Linked DNA regions of Mus musculus: region 1 is linked to region 2. A link is a contact called in public HiChIP or PLAC-seq data. All regions are on one chromosome and are shown on one strand. The core of a region is the stretch at or near the end of the contact, and the rest is flanking DNA. Distances in the headings are between cores, read along the strand shown.

What was found. HiChIP or PLAC-seq counts read pairs in DNA pulled down with a chosen protein or histone mark.
Region 1: an H3K27ac HiChIP or PLAC-seq map of regulatory T cells shows a contact between it and region 2, with 5 times the contacts expected there. The contact joins two enhancer-like sites. A contact is called at or near these places in 2 of 15 datasets of contacts at CTCF or cohesin (both in embryonic stem cells), 57 of 484 Hi-C or Micro-C datasets (the 4T1 cell line, B cells, the C2C12 cell line and 41 more) and 19 of 115 datasets of contacts at active chromatin or transcription factors (cardiomyocytes, differentiating embryonic stem cells, embryonic basal ganglia and 13 more).

Annotation. Positions count from the first base shown.
Region 1 is chr1:106,371,717-106,376,535 of GRCm38.p6, reverse strand. Phlpp1 (PH domain and leucine rich repeat protein phosphatase 1) reads right to left here. Exons shown (of 17, transcript NM_133821.3): 13 at 245-375. Among named protein-coding and RNA genes, the nearest start is that of Gm41928, 150 kb to the left of the region's middle. Within about 2 kb of position 1,330, at least 11 of the 459 cell types and tissues checked have an H3K27ac peak or open chromatin away from gene starts, as enhancers often do. A contact at or near this core is called in regulatory T cells, where this site is marked.
Region 2 is chr1:106,060,097-106,064,912 of GRCm38.p6, reverse strand. No RefSeq gene overlaps it. Among named protein-coding and RNA genes, the nearest start is that of Zcchc2, 72 kb to the right of the region's middle. Within about 2 kb of position 2,947, at least 26 of the 459 cell types and tissues checked have an H3K27ac peak or open chromatin away from gene starts, as enhancers often do. A contact at or near this core is called in regulatory T cells, where this site is marked.

The DNA of each region.
Region 1 (4,819 bases), core at 81-2,580, 310 kb before region 2:
ACTTCCTTCACATCATGTCTCTCTTTCAAAATGTTTCAATGACATCTGCATTAGGCATCACAGTCATGTGACCAGGGCTCATTGTGACTTATGTTCCCACCATGGATGGTACCCTCTTTCTGCCTACTTTCTGTCTGTGTATATGGCTACTAAGTCAAAAGAATCTCCCTGTTCAAATGTCTATGAAGTTGTAAACCCCACTGCAAGTGAACACATGAGGGACCACATGCTTTGCAATACTCACTTGAGCAGCTCCAGGCTTTTGTGGTCCAGGGCAAGGCGTGGATTTCCAGTCAGGTCTAGCTCCTGCAGCTTAGGTGGCAGGTTTTCTGGTAACGTGATTTCACTCAGCTCATTACAGCTCAGATCTACACACTGATGGAAACAAGAAAAACGATCTGGGGAGGCTGTAGGTTCCACATCCTGTGTTCTGCAGATGAGCACTGGTCAATAAAAAGGCAGTTGCCTACTGCTCTGCCACAGACATTTAAGGTCTTGGCTACATAAACTGTTTTCACTTTTTTTGACTCCACAATTAATCTTTTCCATTAAGGTTTACTTCTGCACTTAAGATAAAGGATTAGCTGAAAAAATCTTAAGCCTTTTCCCATGGTTTGTATTTGTGCCCGCTTGGATCTTCAGGGTTATAATGCCCTCATTAACATGAACCCCAAGGACCTTCTTAATGTAAAACAAAAGACAAGGAAGACACAGAACTTTAAAAACAAAAACAAACCTGGACAATAAGAAAACAAATAACCCAATTTAAAAATTGGGAAATAGAACTAACCAGAGTTTTCAAAAGATGCAACACAAAGCCTAGACAGACATAAAAAAGACATAAAAAAGTTGGCTTCCTTAGCTATCAGCTACTAGGACACCAGACAAAACAGCCAAGATCAACAAAATAAATGACAGCATAAAGCAAAGATATGGGCAAAAAGAATCCTTCCTCATGCATGGTGGGAGTGCAGACTTGTACAGCCACTATGGAAACCAGTGAGGCAGTTCCTCAGGAAGCTGGGAACAGATCTACCTTAAGATCCAACTATACCACTCTGGGGCACATACCCAAAGGACTGCACACCCTACTACAGAGATACCCGGTCACCCATGTTCATTGTAGCTCTACTCATAATTGGAAAAAGCCTAGATAGCCACCAACTAATAATGGATAATGAAAAGGTGGAACATTCCCACAATGGAAAATGATTCAGCTGTTAAGGGAAAGGAAATTATAGAATTTTAGGTAAATGAACGTCATTAGGAAACAGTCATCTTGAGGGAAGTAACCCAGAACCAAAAGGGCAAATGTTATATGCTTCCTCTTACATGTGGATGCTAGCTTTTAAACTTTAGGTTTGCGTGTTTCACTCTGAATAACCACAGACGTCATGTACCTAGTAAGAGATCAGTGGGGGGAGGGGATCTTCCACAGCACGGGAAAAAGAGTACAGTGTTATTAAAAGATAAAAGGGAGACTAGGAGGGTTAGATGAGAGAGGGACTGGAAAGAAAGGGCAAAGGAGGGAATGTGGTATGGGACACCTAACACCAAAGGCCATGTGAAAACCATTTGCAAGCCTATTACTTATAGAAGCCTTCTAAAAGGTAGACAAACATGAAAGGACTCTAAATGGAGTCACCACATGATATGCACCAATACTCTGACCAGACATCTTATGCCACCAAGTAAAACTTCAGTGCCAGGAATTGGCTACATCCTTTACAGTCTATTGGCCAAAGGTGTCCAATGGAGCCCCCCAAACATCGTAGTCTAGTTAATACTTCCCACAATTTGATGGGAAGTCTCTGTTGCTGAAGAAAACACGTATGTTATCAACCACAGAGAGTCTGAGCTGGTGCCTAGCTCTGAGCTTCAGTGCTGGTGGCGAGTGTTCATGGTACTGGGTGGTTGTACTCTGCATGCTCCTGGAGGAGAAAGCCAATCATCACTGCCATCCAGCTACAAATCCCCATCTACAAATCAGCCTGCCTGCATGCATGGTGCTGTAAGAGTGGCAGAGGATGCTGACCAACCACTTTTTGACTGGATGTAATTAAGGCCCTCTCCATGAGATGGGGCCCATACCTAACACTGCCAAAGTTGGCAAGAACCTGAAACTAGACAGGTGACTAGCCTAGGGAAAAGCCTACAACTATTATTCTGCTCAAGGAAGATAGAAATACATGACTCGTTATGATATACTGCTATATCCATAGATCAGTGTTTCACTCAACCACATTAGAGAATTTCTTGCAGCAGATAGGAATTAACCACAGAGACCTACAACTGGACAATGTTCAGAGAGTGAGAGGCTTTGGAGCACTCAGTCCTAAAGGGGATGTCTTTATTAAATCCCTCACCCCAGGGCTCAGGGAGCTATCCAGAACAGCAGGCAGAAAGATTGTAAGAGCCAGAATGGATGGATAATACCTAGGAAATTCTTCAGACACATTGGACTAATACACATATGAACTCATAGAGATTGTGGCATCAGGCACAGACCCAGATAGGCTCAAGTCAGAAGGGATCTCAGTACTGAAATGGGGATGTAGACATCAGGTCCCACTGTTAACTAAGAAGCTGGTCACAAAGAATATCAAAGGGAAAATCAATTTTCTCTAGTGGAGTGTCACTGGGAATTAACCACACTCCAAGGCCAGCCATGTCCTCAGAGGTGAACAAACTTAATGGTAGTTTTGTGGAATTTTGCTTCATTTTGCGTTGTTGTAGTGCACACTTTTTTGCCTTATTGGCCTTTTGCCTGTTTGTTTTGATTTTTGTTTTTGTGGGGTTTCCCCCTCTTTTTGTTTCCTGTTATTTCTTTCTATTTTTGAAAGTAAGAATGAGAAAGAAAAAACAAAGTTGGCTGGGTAGGAAGGTGGGGAGGATCCAGAAGGATTTGGGGAGGGTATAATCAAAACATACCATACAAATTGTAATTAAAAGTTTATCCATTGAACGTCTATCAGACATGTAGGGAAAGAGTCATAATGCAAGAACACAGAAGGTGAAAAGAGCCTTGGGCTGCTGTATCATCAGGCTGGGAGTGATATCAGCCAGTCAGTGGGGGATAGAACTGACTAGGTCAGAGAACCAGGTGGGCAGGCAAACCTTCTCTGTCATCCAGTTGTACCTTCTGACGACTATGTGACCACAAACACCCTGAGTTCTGAAATCACTATAGGAATGTTTATCAGCCTACATTAGAATCAATGGCTAGATTATAGAAATTTTACTGACTGAACCCATCTGAGCCCACGTTTCACTGTAAGACCAGAAGCCAAAGTATAGTATTGACTTTACTTGGATTCAAGTCTAATAGGTAATGAAACTCAGTCTGTAGGTAGCCTTCCTTTTCAATTGACGTGTACTAACTTCACCGATTTTTCTCGAGTAGATTTTGGATTTAGTTACAATAATTTAAACTGATAAAAATTACAAACAGGGTACATATTTGTTTTTTAAAAGTTCATACTCTTCTAAACAGCATTCAATTTCTCTACATACTAGATTTCCTGAAATAAAAAATTAATAGTAAAATTTGAATGGAAGGAAATGCATTTGGTAATATCAGACCAGTGTCTTTATGTCTATACTTTTTGTGTCTATACCTGTATTGGCTATAGGTGGTCTGTTACGATGTTATAGGGCACCTGGCACATGCGTCTACAGACTTTGGTTGAGTCTTCTACAGTTTTCATGAAGAGAACCAATATTTTCATAGTAGAGTAAAGAATAATTGGTATTTAAAAAAATGACAAACATAAAGTGAACATGAGATTCTTGACTAAAAAAGATCTGAAACTCTCAGGTCACCCTAAGCTGTCTTCCACATTCCACAGGGCAGGAACTCACTGTGTTCACCCAGGCAATGAGAGCAAGAGGAGGCCACCTCCCAGTCACCCCCGAGGACCACCCACAGTGTTCCTCTGTACAAGTGTGTCTGTCTGTAAGCAGGTGCTGAATATGTATATACAAGGAGCTAGTTTGTCATCCAGGCTCTCTTTTATCTACTCTGTAAGAAGAGGTGCAGCCTTGTGGGAAAGGGCATAGTCTCGAACTCAGAAGCATCTAGGGGAACTAGAGTTTAAAAGCAGATGGAAACATAACCAGCCAGAATGCCCCAATTTTATAAGAGTGAGAATATGGGAGCTCAAGCTTCCTGCTGCTCTGTTCCTGGGGAGACCAAAATAAAGTGGCTTTCATGGCCATGTTGTGCTTGCTGTTTCTTTCCCAAGCCCTTTGAAGGTGCTCTGCCCCAAACAAGAACTGACACCACATTCTCTGGCTGTCAGAACAACATTTCCTAAATGATTGTTCTTGCATCGCTTTCCAGGACTCAGATGCTGGTTTCAGGTCCCGTCTGCTGGATGCACATCACAGAAGCCGCCCCAACTTCAAATATATGAGTCTAGCCACTCGACCCACTGCATCTTGACCTAGCTGCTTTCCATTATCTTTTTTCCTATCCACTTGAACTCAGCCTTCTCCCCAGATTTTGGGGGTCTTTCCAAGGAAGTGCATACTCTGTTTACTGTACATAAGTGACAAGAACAGTAGACGGGTTGCCTGGCACAGCTAAGCCAGACTGAACTATACCGCTGACTGAGCTTCTACTTGCCTTCCTTTCTGATTGAGAACAGATCTATATTCAGAGGGAAGTCTATTCATTTTCAGCTTCTTATAGCCACTGATTAAAAATAACTTAGAGTCCATTACTCAAGGAAGAGCTTACACAGCATGTCCATGGAGTGCACAACACATACTCAAGAATGATTTCTGAACAGAGTGCAGGAAGCTATATTCAAGAGTC
Region 2 (4,816 bases), core at 1,698-4,197:
AAGACCTGGGACTTGGATCTTTGGAGCCCAGTTGTTAATCATAAGAGCTGATATTTTGAAAGAGTGTGTCAACCTAGATGCACAGGGAAGCCAAAGCATTCAGCCAGCATACAGGGAGGTGGGAAGTGATGGGCGGTCCGCAGAGATACTGTCCAGGCTATATCATCATTAAAGTTGACAGCCTAACAAAAAGGCTCTGTCACAATAATCAGAGGTTGCAGGGACAATTGATCCTTCAATTAATGATGAACCTGAACAGGTCTGGAAAGCCAGTTTGTTCTCCTTGTGAGCTGACATGTGCCACAACTTGACAGACAGTGGAAGCTCCAGAAATCACACTGAGGTCACACGAGGACTTTCAAATTCTACCGTTGCCTACAGGCAGGAAGTGTAATAATGGTGGCGGTGCATATGGGAGTCTAGGGTGGGGTTTAGAACTAGTTGGTGACAAGCCAATGACAGAAATAGCATTATTCCTGCCATCATTGGAATGTCCAGGGTAAATGGAGGAGGAGTCTTTCCTGCTCAGGCAGAGATCTGGTTCTTGCTTTACAGTTGTAGAGAATCAGATAACAACTACTTAGTGTCTGATTGTAGAATGGAGAAAAATATAGAAGGGATCTTACCATGTGGGCAGAAAGATTTTATAAAAGATTTTGAGCAAGTGGTGTGCACAGTGTTACTTTCTACTGTGTCTGGACAAGAACTAAAGGGACCTTTGAACAAAGCCTCCCAGCCTCGTGTTTCCACCTCAGGTGGGAGCATATTTAAAAGTGTGTGCTAGGGGACATGCCCACAGAGTGTCTCAGGTCCATGTGTTTGCTGAGCGAGCAAGCTGTCTCCACATTTAGCCTCAGCACCTCATCCATGAAACATCCTCCTGACAGCTGATTAGAACAGTTGGCTGGAACAGTAGTGACCTGCTCCAGACAGCAGACAAGATGGTCCCCGGGATGTGCTGAATTGTAATATTAGCCCCACCTACCCCATGTTGAAAGTGTAATCCATACATTCTGTAAGACTTATCTAAAAATAGGAAACATTCCCTTACGGATTCCAAAGGCACTCTGCTCCAGGTGACCCTTCATCTGGGACCTCCAGCTTCCAAAACTAGGGGACTTGACTCTCTTGTTTTCAGCCACTGAGCCTGTAGCAATTTGTTCTGGCAGTCCTGAGCGATTTGTTCAGTCACCCAGAGAAAGGGAGCTGATTCCAGAAGCTGAGTTAGAATTGTTAGGAGTTAAATTGTATCCCTCCAAGTTTCTATGTAGAAGTGATAACCCCCAGGACCTCAAATGTAGACATATTTGGAAATAGCTATTACAGATGAAATATGAATGCAATCCTAATTTTTTTTAAAGGAATATAGCCAAGCACAGTGAAAGGAGCAGGCAAGTCTGTGGTGTGCCTGTCTGGATGCAGCAGGGCTCTCAGCTGGGCAGAGAAAGAGGTCCTTCTTGATTGCTCTGGAAAAGTGGCTGCCAAGCAGGCTGCTGAGTCCTTGGCACAACCTGACAGTGTGCAGAGCCCTCAGCATGACCTGACAGTGTGCTGTTCCTGAAGGGGTCCTTAAAACGCACCCCCAACCCCTTTTTTTTTTTTTTTTTTTTTTTTTTTTTGAGACAGGGTTTCTCTGTATAGCCCTGGCTGTCCTGGAACTCACTCTGTAGATCAGGTTGGCCTTGAACTCTGCCTCCCAAGTGCCGGGATTAAAGGCGTGTGCCACCAATGCCCGGCCTGCACCTCCCTTCTGAAGTAAGTTAATATACCCACTCTGAGCCCACTCTGAGCCGAAGATGCCGTTCAGTTGATATCATGCTTGCCCGGCACACACAAAGCCCTGAGATCAATGCAGTTAAGTAAATACTGCACAGACTAGAAGTGTGGCCTGCACTATGGCAAGAAGGGCAAGAGGGGTAAAGTCATCCTTGACTACAGTGTTAGCGGGACCAGCCTGGGATGTAGGAGACCGCCAAAAGATGCTGATTTTGAAAGGGGTGTAACTAGAGTAAATAATTCTGACTAAATTGGTATAGAAAATTATGATATTCTATGTGAGAACAGGCAGTCTAATATTCCAGCCACTGCCCAGGAATTGGCCTTCTGTTGTGCTTATAACAGAAGAGTCATGGGTTCGTAGCATATTGGTCCAGGACACACTGCTGACTGCACAAGGAGTGATTGGTCACTCCCTAGTCTTCTTACTACCAGAAAGATTAGGAAAGTGTCTACTGTGGCTTCTATATAGGGACCTTCTAAGTTTCAGAGCTGAAAGGGGGAGGCCGAAGGGAAAGGAAGAAGGGCAACAGAGAAGAACAGAGCTGGAACCGAAGCCTGGACCTCAGTGGCATTAAATTAAAACACAGTGGCAGGCTCCTGTGAGCAGAGAAAGGGCATTTCTGCTGGGCCACAGTCAAGGCTCTGCTTCCCCCAAGGGATGTTTGCTACCAGACTTTGCAGAGATCCCTGCAACCTTCTAGAACTGCTCACGATCCCTGTGGGCAACCCCTCTGTGCAGCAAGCCCAGGACCAGAGTGCTTTAGAGGACGGTCATAGAGTTTACAGCAGATGCTAGTCTGGAAGGGAGGCCTCCAGGGGCCTCAGGTCTCTGTTTTTTTTAAGTTGTTTGAAAGGGTAGGTATTAGGGTGACATGAAGAGATCTGAGTTTCCCAGGAGTTCAGGTTGTGCGGTCTGGGGTTTTGACACAGAGCAGAGGTTCTAAATGATAACTATTCTTGTTAGTTGCTCCAGAATCTACAGAGGAGGCTGAAAACCTTGAGAATGAGAAAGAACAAGAGGAAAGTAAGATGGAGTCACTGATGACAACTGCCTGTTGCCATAGTGACAGATAATTGTCCTTGGAGCTCTGGTTCACTTAGACTACTTCCTTTCTTCTCTGTTAACAGGCCTAAGCAAGCACTTGTATTTGGGGATGTTGGTTCCCATGGAGAGTAGAAAAGAGCTAAGGCATCCCTGCTAGGGCCGTTCTATATGAGTTGGGGCAGGGCAGAAACACCAGATCCATCTTGGATCAATCTTAGGACTTATGTTAGATGTCTACAGAAGAGAGCCTGTGGAGCTGCCCAGACAGGGCTCATTAGTAGGCAAGATGACCTATTTATGTGCAGGAAGCAATATGCACTTTGAGGAGCCCTAAGGAGGAACTGGTCAGCACACAGTCAGGCCATATCCTGGCTTCCAATTTGGTGCTCTTTCTATCCCCCCACCCTCCCCCAGTGGGAATTGACTGATGTGATTGGTCTTCTGTTGTTACCCTAGAGGAGTCTGTGGCCCTTAGGCAGTGATGAGAGTTCGCAGGTGTTGACACCAAAGGCCTAAAAGATACAAACCTTTTTATGAGGTAGGAAATCCTAGATAACACAGTTTTCTGTGATTACCCCTGGGGTAGACCATAGGCCTGCTGAGCTGTGGAGTCCTGATGGTCATAAAGGACAGAAGAAGAAAAAAAGAACAATGTATTTTGGTTGTCATGGCAATATTTGATCAGCTGTTACAAGAACAAGTCAAGTGGGATGAACCCATCTGTAAGCAGAAATAGAAAGAAAAGGCGGGAGGAAAGTCACAGCTGTGGCTTTAGCAAGCGTGGGAAAGTCCCCTGCTTCTGTATTTAAGATGCTAAGAAAGAAGATTGAAATGAGTTTTGATCGGACCCAGGCTTGTCAGTGGCAGGGACACTTACCCACCCCATGCAAGGCCCTGACCTCCACCCTAACTCTGAATATAAAAAGAAGGAAGGTTGGATATAAAAATAATGTTGAATGGCAAGGACTCAGAAGTTCAGGAAGGCATCTTAAGTGGGCACTGATGTTAAGCCTTGGCAGCAAGATCAGATGAGGAAAAGGGTTTCTGGACTGGCTTAGCTGGTAGAGTTCTTGCTTAGCATGCTTGGAACCCGAGATTAGACCCTCAGCACTACAACTACCTGGCATAGGCCTGTAACCACAGCACCAATTAGTAGGATCAGGAGTTTACTCAACCACAGAGGGGTTTGAGGCCAGTGTGGTATACAGGATCTTTCAAAATAAACAACCTAGCTGGGCATTGTGGTGCACATCTTTAGTTCTAGCACTTGGAAGGCAGAGGCAAGTATGCTGGCATCAGGACCTCCCAAATCTATGACATTACATAGGCAACAGCACGACCTGAGACCTGCAGACCAGTCTCAAGAGCAATAGGCACCATATTCCCAACATCCACTTGGCTCATCTCCCACCTTTACCTGTGTTATATCATTCTCCATATAAATAAGGAGATCACCCCTCCCTCTCTCTCTCTCTCTCTCTCTCTCTCTTCCCCTCTTCTCTTTCTGCCACTACCTTGTCTCTCCCTTCCAATAAAACCTCTTCCACGTGGAACTGTCTTGGCCTAGTGTGCTGTTGAGACTCGACCCACCATTCTAACACATCAAGGCAGATCTCTGACTTCAAGACCAGACTGGTCTACAGAGCAAGCTCCAGGACACCCAGGGCTACACAGAGAAACCCTGTCTCTAAAACCAAACAAAATCAACCAACAATCAAAAACCAAGAGAGAGAGAGAGAGAGAGACAAAGACAGAGAGAGACAGAGACAGATAGACAGAGACAGAGACAGAGACAGAGAGACAGAGAAAAGCAAAGAAACAACCATTCTCCAGCAGCTATTTCCTATAGCCCAAGGTATCACTACAGAGAGAGCAGACTTTTCAAGAGAAAAGGTAAAGCAGTATAGAATCTACATGTAGAAAAGATTGTTTTTTTAATTCATATTTATGTGTTTGAGAGTGTGTCTGAGTGCCTGTGGATGCCAGAAGAGG